Regions from separate parts of the Mus musculus genome. Here all the other regions are linked to region 1. The links are chromatin contacts, called in public promoter capture Hi-C and targeted proximity ligation maps. All regions are on one chromosome and are shown on one strand. The core of a region is the stretch at or near the end of the contact, and the rest is flanking DNA. Distances in the headings are between cores, read along the strand shown.

What was found. Promoter capture Hi-C pulls out the DNA fragments that hold promoters and counts their contacts.
Region 2: a promoter capture Hi-C map of pre-B cells shows a contact between it and region 1. A contact is called at or near these places in 13 of 39 promoter capture datasets (the 3T3-L1 cell line, 3T3-L1-derived adipocytes, the C10 cell line and 6 more), 14 of 130 datasets of targeted methods (the NIH/3T3 cell line, T-cell acute lymphoblastic leukemia, embryonic basal ganglia and 9 more) and 1 of 9 other capture datasets (embryonic stem cells).
Region 3: a contact with region 1 is called in a targeted proximity ligation map of embryonic stem cells, with 3 times the contacts expected there. A contact is called at or near these places in 2 of 39 promoter capture datasets (the C10 cell line and embryonic stem cells), 1 of 484 Hi-C or Micro-C datasets (embryonic stem cells), 5 of 130 datasets of targeted methods (bone marrow-derived macrophages, embryonic stem cells and large pre-B cells) and 1 of 9 other capture datasets (adipose tissue).
Region 4: a targeted proximity ligation map of pancreatic cancer cells shows a contact between it and region 1. A contact is called at or near these places in 4 of 39 promoter capture datasets (cranial neural crest, frontonasal cranial neural crest, liver and 1 more), 1 of 484 Hi-C or Micro-C datasets (CD4 T cells), 5 of 130 datasets of targeted methods (the NIH/3T3 cell line, bone marrow-derived macrophages, effector CD8 T cells and 2 more) and 2 of 9 other capture datasets (adipose tissue and liver).

What each region holds. Positions count from the first base shown.
Region 1 is chr19:6,994,510-6,998,000 of GRCm38.p6, forward strand. It overlaps Trpt1 (tRNA phosphotransferase 1), which reads left to right and starts at 1,622. Exons shown (of 7, transcript NM_153597.2): 1 at 1,622-2,015; 2 at 2,187-2,268; 3 at 3,424-3,491. The coding sequence starts at 1,956. It overlaps Nudt22 (nudix (nucleoside diphosphate linked moiety X)-type motif 22), which reads right to left and starts at 1,528. Exons shown (of 6, transcript NM_026675.2): 1 at 1,499-1,528; 2 at 733-1,226; 3 at 162-260. The coding sequence starts at 1,209.
Region 2 is chr19:6,505,635-6,509,125 of GRCm38.p6, forward strand. The region is part of intron 18 of Nrxn2 (neurexin II); the gene reads left to right. Among named protein-coding and RNA genes, the nearest start is that of Gm52381, 10 kb to the left of the region's middle.
Region 3 is chr19:6,673,966-6,677,456 of GRCm38.p6, forward strand. No RefSeq gene overlaps it. Among named protein-coding and RNA genes, the nearest start is that of Gm32245, 110 kb to the left of the region's middle.
Region 4 is chr19:7,300,935-7,304,425 of GRCm38.p6, forward strand. All of the region lies in intron 1 of Mark2 (MAP/microtubule affinity regulating kinase 2), which reads right to left. Gm17227 (predicted gene 17227) reads left to right here. Exons shown (of 2, transcript NR_167892.1): 2 at 2,941-3,429. Among named protein-coding and RNA genes, the nearest start is that of Gm17227, 5.0 kb to the left of the region's middle.

The sequences.
Region 1 (3,491 bases), core at 372-2,871:
CACAGGCCCAGCTTTAATCACCGGCCCAGCTTCAACTCCACACTCTTCCTCAACGCCAGAGAGGGTCATGCAGACCCACTCTGGCCCAGCACTGTGGATTTCTAGCCAATTCTACCCTCTTACCCATACCCTCTATGCTGTCTGGGGTCCTGGTGGCTCACCTCATCACAGATCTCCTGTAGGACACTGGAGAAGAGTTCTCGTACCACCAGCAACCCGGGGAGGTCCTTGTGCCGGGGGATGCCACCAGAGCACAGGGCCTGTGAAAAGTTGAGGCTCAGATTTCATCTATGCCACTTCCCACACCGCCGCTTTTCTCTTGCTGGGCATGGAGGCCTGGAGCAGACTCAGTGTGAGAGTCCTGGCAATCCCTAACCCAGGCCCACCTATTCCAAGGAGAGCAATCGGAAGCCCAGCTAGGAAGGATTACATGGATCGGATAAGAAGAGGCATCCTCCCTTCAGTCTCTCCTCCCATGTTCCCTAGCTTCCATAGGTGTGTTCCAGCTTAGATTTATGGCTGGGGCTCCCAGATGGCAGTGAGCACCTTGTTTCCTCCCAGTAGTGGTGGAGAGTCATGGGTTGTGCTCAGCTGGGCCCCACATTCTCCTGGACAGCAGAGCATGCGCCTGCAGGCTCAGAAATACCAAGCCGGTTTTCCCTTTATGAGAAGAGGAAACCAGGACCAGGAGTGCTTGGATTTTGAGCCTTTGGACCTAGCCAGTCATCTTACCTGAGGTTCAGGGTGCCCACCGGGTACATCCACCAGTCCGGGAGCTTCCGCTACCTGCTGAGAGCGGCGCAGGAAGACAAGGAAGTCGTCAGCTGTGACCAGTGCGGCACCCACCCCCAGTGGGTCTGCCAGATAGGCTTGCTTGTCACCCCAATCTGCAGCGCCCTGCTGTCGCAGCCAGGAGGCTGAGCTGGACCAGTTGGTGCCCAGGAAGTCCCGGTAGGAAGTTAGACCCAAGTGCAGGAGCAGCTGTGGCTCAGGCGAGCTGGACACCAGTGTGGCTGAGTGAAGGCGGAACTTGGGAGCATCAAAGATCCAAGGTTGGGCCTGTTGCCGAGTCTCCCAGATGGCAGTGATGGCCTTGTCTCCTCCAGGCAATGGACGACGGTCATGAGCCGGGCTCAGCTCCACTGCTACCTGCTCCTGGGAAAGTCCCCCAAGAGGGCACAGCAGCAGCAGGGACACCTCGGGGTCCATAGTCTGACAGGGCAGCTCTGGCAGAGGACACAGATGGCCATCCTGTCACTCTAGGAAACGAGCTGACCCTCTCTTCCACAGAACTCCTGAGTGCTCCCCAGTCCTTTTGCAGATCCCTGACTACTTATTGCGAGCATCATTCCAGCAAGAGTACTGAGCTCAGCAGGCGCCCTGGAATCCTGCTGTCCCAAACCCCTAAAGCCTCTGGCAACCCTACCACCCAGCAGCACTAGGTCCCCAAAACTCTCAAGGCCCCCGCCCCCCCCCCCCCCAACTCCAGGAGTCCTACCTCCAACCTGGACACGCTTGATCTACTCCCAGGATCTGGAAGCTTGATCTCGGAATTTAGCGGCTGGCCCGGCCCCCAAAGTCCACCCCTTTCCCCAAGCGGAAGTACCCGCCCCTTTCTTTCCTGGCTTCCCATTAGCCAGTCCGTGTTCAGGTCCGGATCCCGCCCTCCGCAGTGGAGCCCTTCAGATCTATGCAGACCCGCCGACCTACTTGTCAACGCATACGCCAGCCCGGTGCCCGGGGCAGCCGTGCTGTGATCTGATTTCAGGGCCCGGGGTCTGGTCCGGATCCCTCGGGCCTCGAGGCTGCCAGTGTGACCTTGAGCAAGTCTCGCCCGCTGGGCCTCAAGTTCCCTTGCTGAACTAGGGTGGGATGAGCAGTGCGGTTCTTATCCTGAGCTTTTGTAACTTTCTGGGCAGAGAACCCACACTCCCTGCTCCCTACAGGTCTTGATCATGAACGCCCCTGGAGGAAGGAGGAAGGAAGGTAGAAGGACTCATAGACCCCGGGAACAGGTGCGCACCTTTCCAGCCTTACCCACAACGCTAGGACATGGGAGAGACCCTCTGAGCCTTAGCTTCTTGGTGGGGTAGACTGCAGCACCATGGGCGCTGTTCTAGCCTGCCTTAGCAGTAGGACATCCAGGGCTGGCTACTGAAACTCAGATCATCACTGGACTCTTTCAGGACCGAAATGTGCAGCTGTCTAAGGCTCTGTCCTATGCCCTTCGCCACGGGGCCTTGAAGCTGGGACTTCCCATGCGAGCTGGTAAGTAACCATGCTGGAACTGGGAGGAATGGTGGGAGCCCAGAGAGCAACTGGAACCTCTGTCTCCTCGACTTTAATTCTTAACATTGCCCCAAGAGGAATGCAGAATAGACACACCCTCCAAATGTACAGGGGAAAAAATGTACAAGGCCCAGAACCTCTTTCATATCCTCTGGAAGAGGAGCCCCTGTCTAGGCTGGACTTCATGATGTCTCTTTCGACCAACTGGCCCAATCAACACTTCCCAAGGATGGACAGAGGAGCATACTGAACAACTGATGTTTATTGAATGGCCGCTGTGGGCGGATACTTAGTGCTTGCTATGTTACTCTCCCTGGAGCAGACACACTGTTCTGGTTTCTTTTTGTAGTGTTTTGTTTGTTTGTTTGTCTTGGTTTTGGTTTTGGTTTTTTATGTGCATGAGTGTTTTGCCTGCCCCACGTGCATACTTGGCTCTCGCAGAGGCCAGAAGAGAGCATTGCATTCCAGTGGGACAGGAATTACAGGTGGTTGGGAGCTGCCGTGTGAGTGCTGGGACCCGGCCCCAGGTCCTTAGGAAGAACAGCCAGTGCTTTTTTTAATTGTGGCACCATCTAGAAAGCCTCATTTTTCATTTTGGGGACAAAATGTCATGTAGCCTAAGCTAGCCTCATCTTGAACTCTTGATTCTTTTGCCTGCCCTTCTCAAGTGCTAAGCTTATAGGCGTCTACCAATATGCCCACCATGAAGCGGGCACCTTCCCATGTTAAATAAAGTGAGGCCTGGGGCAGAAATGCATCTCCTTAGCAGAGCTCTCTCCTGCCTGCTGCAAAGCCCTGGCTTCCATCCCCAGCACAGGAAAAAACAAAACAAGGGCTGGGGGTGGGGGTGGCTCACACCTTTAATCCCAGCAGTCATGAGGCAGACCAATCTCTGAGTTCCAGGGCAGCCTGGTCTACAGATTGAGTTCCAGGACAGCCAGGACTACACAGAGAAACCCTGTCTAGTGGTGGGGGAGAGAAACAACATCTTGAGACCCCAAAAGGAAAGCCTTCCTGAAAGTCACAGAAAGGAAGCACCTGTGATCTCCCAGGCCTAGCCCTGTTCCAGCTGCCTGGGCTCCCTGGTAACTATAGCTCCGCCTCCTGAGCGTATCCCCACCTGGCTACCTGCAGATGGCTTTGTGCCCCTGCAAGCCCTCCTGCAGCTGCCCCAGTTCCACAGCTTTTCCATTGAAGATGTG
Region 2 (3,491 bases), core at 382-2,881, 490 kb before region 1:
CATTCCACACCCTACCCTGTGACCTCTGGTCCTATCTTACATCCTTCCCTGTGACCTCTGGTCCTGTCGTATATCATTCATTCCCTGTGACCTCTGGTCCTGCCCCACACCCTTCCCTGTGACCTTTGGTCCTGTCTTAGATCCTCCTCTTGGCCAGGTCTTTCCCACAGACTCTAGTCCAGTTCATTCCTCATTGATGTCTTGGTTGAGCCTCACACCCTGCCCTACACTCTTCCCTACATCCATTTCATTTCTGAACTTAGCCTCTGCCACACCCTTCCTTCTCCACGCTCTTGAGCCCCAGCCTCCGACCTCAGCCTCCAGCTCGATACGCAGCTCCTTTGCCCTCAGTTTTCGGTTTGTATCAAGCCATAGCCTTGAGCTGTGAGGGTAGAGCAGGCTGGCCAGGCTCTGTGTGCCAGTTGGAAAGGTCTGTGTGGGGAGCCCTGGGTGTTGTGGAGAGAAGAATTAGGAAGGGGGAGAAAACCAGCAGAGGAGGCTGGAGTAGGGTATGACCTTCCCCATCTGAGCAAGGATGGGGCTCTGGGTTCCTATAGTCCAGCTCCTCCAACACCAAGGTGTGAAGCGATGGCATCCTGTGAACAGAGCATGACTACTGACAGTGGTGGGTGACAAGCTTGGTTCCCAGGAGGGGAAGGACACAGAGGGACGAGCAGGGGCTGAGGTGGAGGCCAGGCTTGGGGAGGAGGCCAGCTGTGTGACAGCCCATGCAGAGAAATGGTGAACTGTGGACAGCAGTGTGGTGGTGGGCATGCGACAGTTGTGACAGAGAGATGGCTGTGGGTCGAGGTGACCCAGAGAGACCTTGTGTCAGTGCCCTTGGAAGAGTGTGGCTGTGAGCTTTCATTTCCTCGGGGATTGTTGTGGTTTCAGTCGCCTGACCGTGTGGTTGGGTGCTGTCATGTTTCCCTGAGTCCTTTTGAACTGTCCCCTCTTCTCTGTCCTGTGAGGCCACGTGTGGCTTTGGAGCTGATGGTGAGTTTGAGCCCCAGCACTTTCCGTAGTTTTGCTCTGTGCTTGTGCAAGTCACTGCAGCTCTCCGAGCCTCGGTTTCCCCAGATGTGCCCACACATGAGATCATATATGTAATGAGCTCATTGCACGGCATTCCGCATCCTGGTAACCTGTGACTAGTCGCCTGGGCATGGAAGTTTAGGGGATGATGCTTCCTCCCAGAGCAGGAAGGGCAGGAAGTCTGTGAGGAGGCATTCTTCCGTCAAGCCTCCCCTGGTGCAGCCCTGTGAGGGCGCAGCCTAGGTGCTGCAGAGCATAGGGAGGATTCTGAGAAGGGTGGAGGTCCCAAGAGACGCAGGCACCGAGGGGGAGCTGGGTACCAGATGGGCTCACAGCCCCTTGGGGGCAGCCCCCAAGTCCCCTCCTCCCCCAGTGACACATCAGCTCCCACCACAGCATGGTTAGCAGTTCTCAGAGAGTGGGGAGGCGGCAGCAAAATAAGAGAAAAGCAATTTGACGTTTCTAATAAAGCGTCGCTCCACTTTGCCAAATTAATTTTGACTCCCATAATTATTTGCTGTAGGAGCGGCCGCGTTCTCCCCACCGCCGCCTAATGAGGTAATTGGGGAATTAGGAATTAATGACTTTAACAGAAGTGACAACTGACTTCACATCAGGAGCAGCTCTGGGGAGCTGCCTCTCCCCCGGAGTGCACAGCTCCAAGCTTGGCTGCCTCCTAGGAAACCCAGGTGTCCTGCCTTCCAGCTCCCCTGGCCCATCCTCTGACGGTCCAGCTCCCATCCCGCCAGTGCCCTTGACCATTGTCCCTGCCCGGGTGGAGTCTTGTGGGGGGGAGAAACCCTCAGAGACATCCAAGGGGCCGATACTATTCTGGGTGGTATCGTTACTAACAATAGTAACCAGGAGGCTTGGCTGTTCCTTGCCTGTGTGAGAGCAGATGATCGTCTCCCTGGGGATGTTGTCAGTCCGTGGGTGGTGCATGGGTGGGGCTCGCTAAGACGGTTAGGCAAGGCGGCCTCAGTTTCCTTGCTGTACCTCCTTGGGGGTGGATGACAGAGTCTGTGCAGACAGGTGTGTGTGGCTTGTGCAGGATCTTGGGATGGGGAGTACTGGATCCCACAGATAGATAGCCTTGGGGAACATGGCTGCATGTCCTGCTTCTCAACCCACCCCTCACCTCCCTGCGCCCCCCACCTCCACCCCCATTGCCAGGCCTTTGAGCTTTCTTTCAACGTGGCTAACGACCAGAGGGTTTTTTCTCGCTCAGGCTGGACTGGGAGTTCTTCAGTGTGTGGTTTTGTGAGCTAGGCAGGGTCTCTGAGAGTGATCCAGGGCTCCCAAGGATCCCTGTGCCGGCCCTGTGTGGGAGGGGCCAGGGATCCCTGTGCCGGCCCCGTGTGGAAGGGGCCAGGCTGACTCTTGCTGTGTGTGATGGCTGCTGGAAGACACAGGGGAGCAGAACTGGGCTTAGCTTTGGGTTTAGTGGGCCTTCCCCTGGCTTGGTGAGGCAGGCTGGTCCTGAAGGCAGGGTTGCCCTTAGCATCTCGCACGCCATGCCCCTCAGGTCTTTGAATGAGTGTCTCCCCAGACTAGTGGGCAAAGGGACAAGAACAAGGGCACTGGTTTTGGAGGTTGGGGCTCAGATGCTAGGTCCTCTCTTGGGAGCTGAGACTGAGGTGTTGCTCCACCCCCAGCCTTACTTTCTTCCTGGGTAAGATGTGACACCATACGTCTCCTCAGGGTTCCTGTGCCTCCTCAGGGTCCCTGTGCGTGTTCTGAGATCTCAGCAAAGTTCCTCCTCTCACTCCATCACCGCTGGCCACATTGTTTGTGGTTGGACCTCAAGTGGCCTTTTCTGGCTTCCCTGTGGGCCTGGGTCCTAAGGGTGCAGTCTCTTGGCTTTCTTCCCACAGGTCTTTACCACCGTCTTCTTTCTGCCCCCTCAAATCTCCAATCCCATCCCATCCCAACACCCCAAGATCCTCCTCCCTTAACAAAGCTGGTATGGCTCTACAGCCCTGTTCTTTTTCTTGCCCATCACTTCCTACCCTTCTAGGGTCCAGGCTTCCCCCTGACACTGTAGCTGCAGAGGTCAGGCAGGGTCCAGGCTAACCCCTGACACTGTAACTGCAGAGGTCAGTCAGGGTCCAGGCTAGCCCCTGACACTGTAGCTGCAGAGGTCAGGCAGGTCCAGGCTACCCCCTGACATTGTAACTGCAGAGGTCAGTCAGGGTCCAGGCTAGCCCCTGACACTGTAGCTGCAGAGGTCAGGCAGGTCCAGGCTACCCCCTGACATTGTAACTGCAGAGGTCAGTCAGGGTCCAGGCTACCCCCTGACACTGTAGCTGTAGAGGTCAGGCAGGGTCCAGGCTACCCCATGACATTGTAACTGCAGAGGTCAGTCAGGGTCCAGGCTACCCCCTGACACTGTAGCTGCAGAGGTCAGGCAGGGTCCAGGCTACCCCCTGACATTGTAACTGCAGAGGTCAGTCAGG
Region 3 (3,491 bases), core at 571-3,070, 320 kb before region 1:
GATTCTTGGGTGCGCGGCGAACAGAAATTGAGTGGGGGTTTCCCCACTAGGTTCTTTCAATATGAACACACACAAACTCACTCATATGAACACACACACCCTATACACATACACACTCATATGAACACATACACCTTACACATATATTATGTAAAAGATAATCAATGAGTTAAATAAAGGGGAGGAGCGTAACTGAGCAAGACACCTGACATCTCCTCTGGCACAGGGAGAAAGACTCAGGTCTAAATCTTATCCACAAGTCAGCATGAGGAGGCATTTTGGGGTACCGTGGAGTGAAAACCTACCTTCCCAGGCCTCATTCCCTCCTCTGTGAGATCAGGTGCCTAAAGTACGTGTCCAGTGCCTGCTGGCGCTCCTTTGCCTCCAACAGACCATCCAGGGACACAGGAGTTGCTCTGACTCCAAGCCATACCGTGAATGTCCACTTTCTCTCCGGCGGTCCGACTCAGGCTGTTGTCCCTGTAGCACAGGCTCATCAGAATCCCCAGGCTCCGTGATGGCAAAGGCAGCCTGGACGGTGCTCTGAGGAACGAACGGTGCTGCTGAGACTGGAGCGATGACTGAGAGGGTAAGAGTGCTTGCTGCTTAGTTTGGTTCCCACCCAGCACACACATTACTATGACTTCAGTTCCAAGAGATCCAGTACCCTGTTCTGGTCACAAACACCCACATATATATGTGTAAGTAAAAATAATTCTTAAAAAGCAAATAGCCAGGTGTGGTGGCGCACACCTTTAGCACTCGGGAGGCAGAGGCAGGTGGATTTCTGAGTTTGAGGCCAGCCTGGTCTACAGAGTGAGTTCCAGGACAGCCAGGGCTACACAGAGAAACCCTGTCTCGAAACCCCCACCCATAAAAAAGGAAATAAGGATATTGTCTTCTTGTAGGTATAACACAAAACCACAAAGTGGGTAAGTTTTAAACTATAGAAGATGTTTGCTTCATAGTTCTGGACACTGGAAGTCCAAGATCAAGGGGCCTTATCTTCTAAAGCAGTCTGGCCAAATCATCACAGCTGAGAGGCAAACACTAGGCAGACGAAAGGAAATTAGACAGAACTCATTTTCTTGGGAAGCGCACTCCTGTGACAACAAACCACCCTGTCAATCATCAGTTGCATCCTTAATCCCACCTGGAAGGCAGAGCCCTCCAGCCCAATCACCTGTAAAAATCCCATGCCTCTATTTTATTAGTTTATTAATCATTTTACATGTATGGGTGTTTGCCACAGTTGTGGCCAGAGCCACAGGAGCCAAAAGAGGGCATTGGATCCCTAGAACTGGAGTTACAGAGGGTTCTAGGAGGCCATCCGGGTGTCCCAAACAGCTGAAGCATCACCCCAGCCCCTCATCTGATTTTTGAGATGGAAGTCTCACTATGTAGCCCAGGCTGGCCTCAAATTCAAGAACTTCCCTCTTGCCTCGCCCTCCCAAGTGCTGGGATTGCAGGCCCTTGGCAGCTGCACCTCCTCACACTGTTATAATTGCAGTTCACACTGAACCTGAATTTTGGCGGGAACATCCAAACTGCAGCAGAGGACTCATCACATGGAGCATGGGTTGGGGGGCACAAACCACATGAGGACACAGCCTTGGGTGTAGCCTTCACACCAAAACATGGGGGTGGGAGAGATTTGGGGCAGGGGTGTGTTTTTGAGGAAGACTGAAGGTCTGCAAATGAAAAAGGAAGGGCTGCACCTTCTCTAAGGAACCCATTCTGGCACCGCCCCAGTGGCTGAGGTGACAGAGGTAACTGCACCTGGCTATTAACAGGACAAAGAATGATCCTCAGAGGGTTTGAAGACTAGCTCTTGGTTGCCTTGGAAACCAAATTCCCTGTTCAGCCTCCCTAGGCGTCTTTCTACCCACCTGCCTTTTTCTCCAGCCTTGATCCAAGCCAAGAAACAGAGAAGGGCAGGTCACACCCCTGCAAGGCAGAGGATGGGGTGGAGCACCCCTGGAAAGAAAAGAATCCCACAATTGCCAAGTCTTTTACGAAACCGGAGGGTGAGGGAAAGAATTTCTGCTGATCAATGTAAGAGAGAATATAAAGTGTAAAGGCAGGGCTGGTGGGATGGCTCAGCAGGGAAAAGCATTCGCTGCCCATGCCTGACAATCTGAGTTCAATTCCTGGGTCCCACACTGCACATTGAGATCAGACTCCTGCAACTTTTCCACAACCCTCGAGACACTGGAGTGACCCAAGCACCAAACATGTGTGTGGTACACTTTCACACATACAAACAAAGCACGCATGCACACCGTTGTCACCATCACCATCATCATTATCATCATCATCATTGTCATAATAATAATAACCTTAAATTTAAAAGAAACAAAAAACAGAAAACAGAAGGCTAGAGACATGACTCAGCAGTTAGACCTAGGATCAGTTCTCAATACCCACATGGTGACTTACAATCAATCGTAATTCCGGTTCCAGGAGATCTGACACATTCTGCTGACTCCCCAAGCACCAACATGTATGTGACACACCTACACACATACAAACAAAGCACGCATACACATAAGATAAAATAAATCTAAAACATAATTAAGAAAAACAAAACCAAACCAGGATCCGGGTGTAAGTCAGTTGTCAGGGTGCTTGTGCTAGGTGCCTAAAGGCTTGGGTCCCATCCCAGCACCACATAAGCTGGGGGGGGGGGGAGAGTGTGCACTAGCAACCCCAGCACCATGGAGACACAAGAATCAGAAATTCAAGGTCATCCTCGGCTACATATTGACTTCCAGACAATCGCTGCTACATGAGACCTTGAGTAAAACAGAGAGAGAGAGAGAGAGAGGTGCCTTTTTCAGTCTCTGAGAAACAATTGTGCTGGCAATGGTTGAAACAGAGGAAACTCCAATGAGTGTCCAATAATATGAAGCTACCCCTCCAAGTGTGGACGAAACACTTGTATTATTGGCCAGATTAGAGGCCCCTGGCCTCAGCCAGGTAGATCCCATCTGGAGCCTCATGCAGGTAGAGTCGGGCAGTGATGGTGGCATCCTCCTCAGGCCTTAACCTCCCTCACGATGTCAGTAGAGACTGGAGCGCCCCACCCCCACCTCTCCACTTTGGACACGTGTGATTACAGGGAATGGTCACCCCCTCAGGCATCAGTTCTCAGTTTCGCCTTCTTAGAGACTGGCTCTCGAGTTCAGTGCTGTGCATAGGAGACTAGCGGCCCGCAAGCTTCCAGGGATTCTCCCATCCCTGCTCCTGTCTTGCAGGAGGCGCCCTGGGATTACAGACACAGTGCTGTGTCTGAGTTTTCACACAGGTTCTGGGACTTTAAACTCAGGTTCTCCTGCTTGTGTGGCAAACACTTTTCCCATTGAATCCATCTGTTTCCCAGACCTCTCTCTCTCTCTCTCTCTCTTCATGCGACAGCTCTGAATGGCTGGTTTGGGCTTCCTCACACCATGGCAGTCTCAGAATAGTCACAGTGCGGCCAGTCAGTCACT
Region 4 (3,491 bases), core at 432-2,931, 310 kb after region 1:
TCCTTAGCACTAGGGTGGAAGCATCAGAATTTCAAGGTTTTCCTCCACTACATAGAAAGTTCAAGACCAGCCTGGACTAGATGAGATCTTATCTCAGAGACAAAGAAAGAAAAGATGTTGGGGAGTTGTGTGTAGTAATATTCACTTGTAATCACATCATCCAGAGGCAGGAGAACTGCCATGAGTTCCAGGCTACCTTGATTACTGTGAATTCTAGGTAGCCAAGTTTTACCTATCAAGAGCTTGTCCTAAGAACAACAAAACAGCAAAAACCAAGTGAGGTGGTGTAGTGGCTCAGAGGGTCAAAGTGTTTGCTATCCCAGCCCTGCCTATCTAAACACCATCTTCCAGAACCCATGTGGAAGCCAGGCATGATGGTGTGCATCTATATTCCCAATATCCCTATAGAGAGATGTGAGACAGAGACAGGAAAACGGCCAGGGAGGCTTATGGGCTAGCTAGCCTGCTGTCTGCCATAGGAGAAACAATAAAGTGCTTGTCTAGCATACAAAAAGGCCATGGGTTCAATACCAGCACTGTAAAAACGAGATTGTAGACAACTATAAAACTTTCCTCAGAAAGTGGAAGTAGGACTCTGAGTTCAAGGTAATTTCCTGTAGACAGGGCAAGTTCATGGTCAACCTACAATACTTGACTCAAAAAAAGGGAAGAGTTGAAATGTCTTCAGATCATGTTCCCAGCTTACAACCAAGTGGGCTCTTGCCCATCAGTCACTAATAGAAACTGGAGATCATAGACAGCTAGGGATCAGCAAGGTGGCATATCTCATCTGCTTACTTCTTGGCTCCCTGTTTCCTCAAAGGGGGAATCTCCTGCCTCTCGTGGCAATCAGGCCTCCCACTTTAGACAGCTCTTCTCTCTGCCTTCCTACATTCAGTCCCTCCTGGTTTGCTAGGAAAACAGCATGTGTTGCAGAGAATGAAATTCAATGTGAACTATTTCAAAAAGCTCCTGATCAGAGAAGTGACAATTACTGCATAAAGACTGCAGGAGACATTCGTATCTGCTACATTTACTGCTTGAACTGGGGCTCTGGTTGGTTACAGGCCCTGTCAACCTTAGGATACTCCCAAATTGCTCTGTCCCACTACACAGAGCTGCGTTCCCACCCTGCCCCTCCCAGAATGCCTCCTGCTACAGTGAGGCAGCATGAACTAAACACAGCAGCGATGGCGGCGGGGAGCTCAGTGACTCACCCAGCACACCATCTCCTCCCAGGATCTCCCGGCTCCTCCTGGGGCTTTGCCAAAGCAAAGCAACAAAGAAGCATGAGATTTTTAAGAAATAAAAATAAAAAATAAAAACCAAAAAACTACCTCAGCATTTATGCAACTGATATGGACTTAACCCTTTGCTCTGACTTGCCTAATGTGGCATCCTTATGGAGGTTGCCTAGGAGTTCAGCCAGCCCCAGGCCAGGAAGCAGGCTTCCAGGTCTTACCCAATTCCAGAAGCTGCTGGAAAGTGCTGAACAAAAGTCATGTCTCTTTTCCACTTCACCTTTTCCTACAAGAATAAAAACTACTGCCTCCTATCCTTCAAGTTCACAGAGGGAGCTGAAGAAGCAAGACAGAGGAAAACCACCAGGCCCGTTCACTGCCCTACAAGTTACTGTGGCCAGAGGTCAGCCAGAGGAGGAGGTTTCAGAAACCACCCAGGGCTGTTACTAATCTGGCCTCACAACTGCCTCCATCAGACCAGACTTTCCACAGTGTGACTACTCCCTTGAAGTGACTGTTAAACATTTAACCAGTTGCTCTGTCCAGAAACCAGGCTCACTTGCCCTAATAGGCAGAGGTGCTACATGCCCATCTTCTGTAGACAGCCAACTAGAATGGGAGAAAACCTGAGCCATGGAAGGGGGGGGGGGTCTGTCAGACCACAGAGTAAATCCACTGCATTGGCTATCCTGGGCACACCTGCTACTCAGGACCATCACAGTCCAGTACAGCTTTCAGCAAGCACCCTGTGAAAAAGAGGGGGTGTCCTTTCATTTTTATTGTTTGGCATCTGGGACTTTATATGTATGCTAGCTTCTGGGACTAACTAAAGAAAACACTCAGGCAGGCATAATGGGCTACAGTGCGTTCCTCCAAAAATTCCCCACTCATCCTAAGTTCCCTTCTAGGAGCTGGGGTGGGGTTTGGGATGAGCTCAGTGGTGTACTGGTTCTACCATGAGCCTAATGATGGGCCCCTGTCCAGCAGTGCTAAAGTTCCCTCTGAGAAACCCTTACCAACAGTAGCTATTCTCTTAGGACCCCACTGATGGGCCACTGCTCTCTGGGTACCATACACACAGTACCTTAATCTTCTAAATCTTGGTGACAGTGTGACACAGAGGACTTGAATAAGGATCCTTCAAAACCTCCTGGCATGGCTGGGGCTTGCAGTGAAATAGGAGAGACTGACTGAAGAGACAGGAACCCAAATAGAAACCAGCATTTTTAATGTCTGCTGCCTCACAGAAGAGAAGAGCTATTGCAAGAGGAACAGGGAAGAAAATGTCCAACTAGAGGGAGGGAAGTGAGCCTCTGACAGTGTCTTGATACATTTGGGGCCAATATAAGAATAGCTGGCTTCCCTATAGCATAATCAAAGCAAGGGGGATGTGTCTATCTGCCATCCTGGACTGAAGGTAAACATTGCTGTACCCTAAGTAGCCACAGTTAAAACAGGTATCTTAGGCAGGCTGGTTGTCAGCAGTTAGGTGAAGACTGGAAAGTTGAAGCCTCCCAGTAAGACTCAGGCCCTCAGCTTCTCACTCTAGACCTAGAGTCAGAGGGGTGGGCAACTATTCAATTACTGACAGTAATGGCCATTTTGTTTCTAGAGAGGCCCTAGCTGCAAGTACTTTCAGCCAGGGGTTACAGTGTACAATACAGATCACAGTCATCTTTTACTACGTGTGTCTTTTCAGAGTCCCAGGAAGACAATATGACTATTTCAGCTTCCAAGAGAAGTGAATGATGCAGGGAAGAGCCAATTCAGCCAGGTGGCAGCAATCTGGCTCTGGGCTTCCTGGCCTCTGACAGGGACGTGCAGGACGACCCTTGGAGAGAAATGGGTCACTTCTGCGTCTTGTTAGATGGACCGTTACACAGACTGAGAGGACGCTGATTGCTGAAGGAGGCAGCCAGCCAAGTCTGTAGCTACCCACCTCTGAATTTATTGAAGACAGGGAAGAAAAGAACCCCAAGAGAGGAATGTGAATGCCATATTCTAAAAGGAAGTTCTAATTGGCAATGAGCATGGAAAACTTACCTGGAATTACAATCAAGCTGGGCACAAGAGTACTACTGTCCCGTCCTATTCCTCTACCTAGTCCATGCTACTCATCAAAGACAAAGAGTCTGGCAGGAATAAAGAAGCTGCTAAACACAAGTCTTAATAAACGGTAAAATCAGCAGTGGTGGCGCACACCTTTAATCCTAGTACTTGGGAGGCAGAGGCAGGCGGATTTCTGAGTTT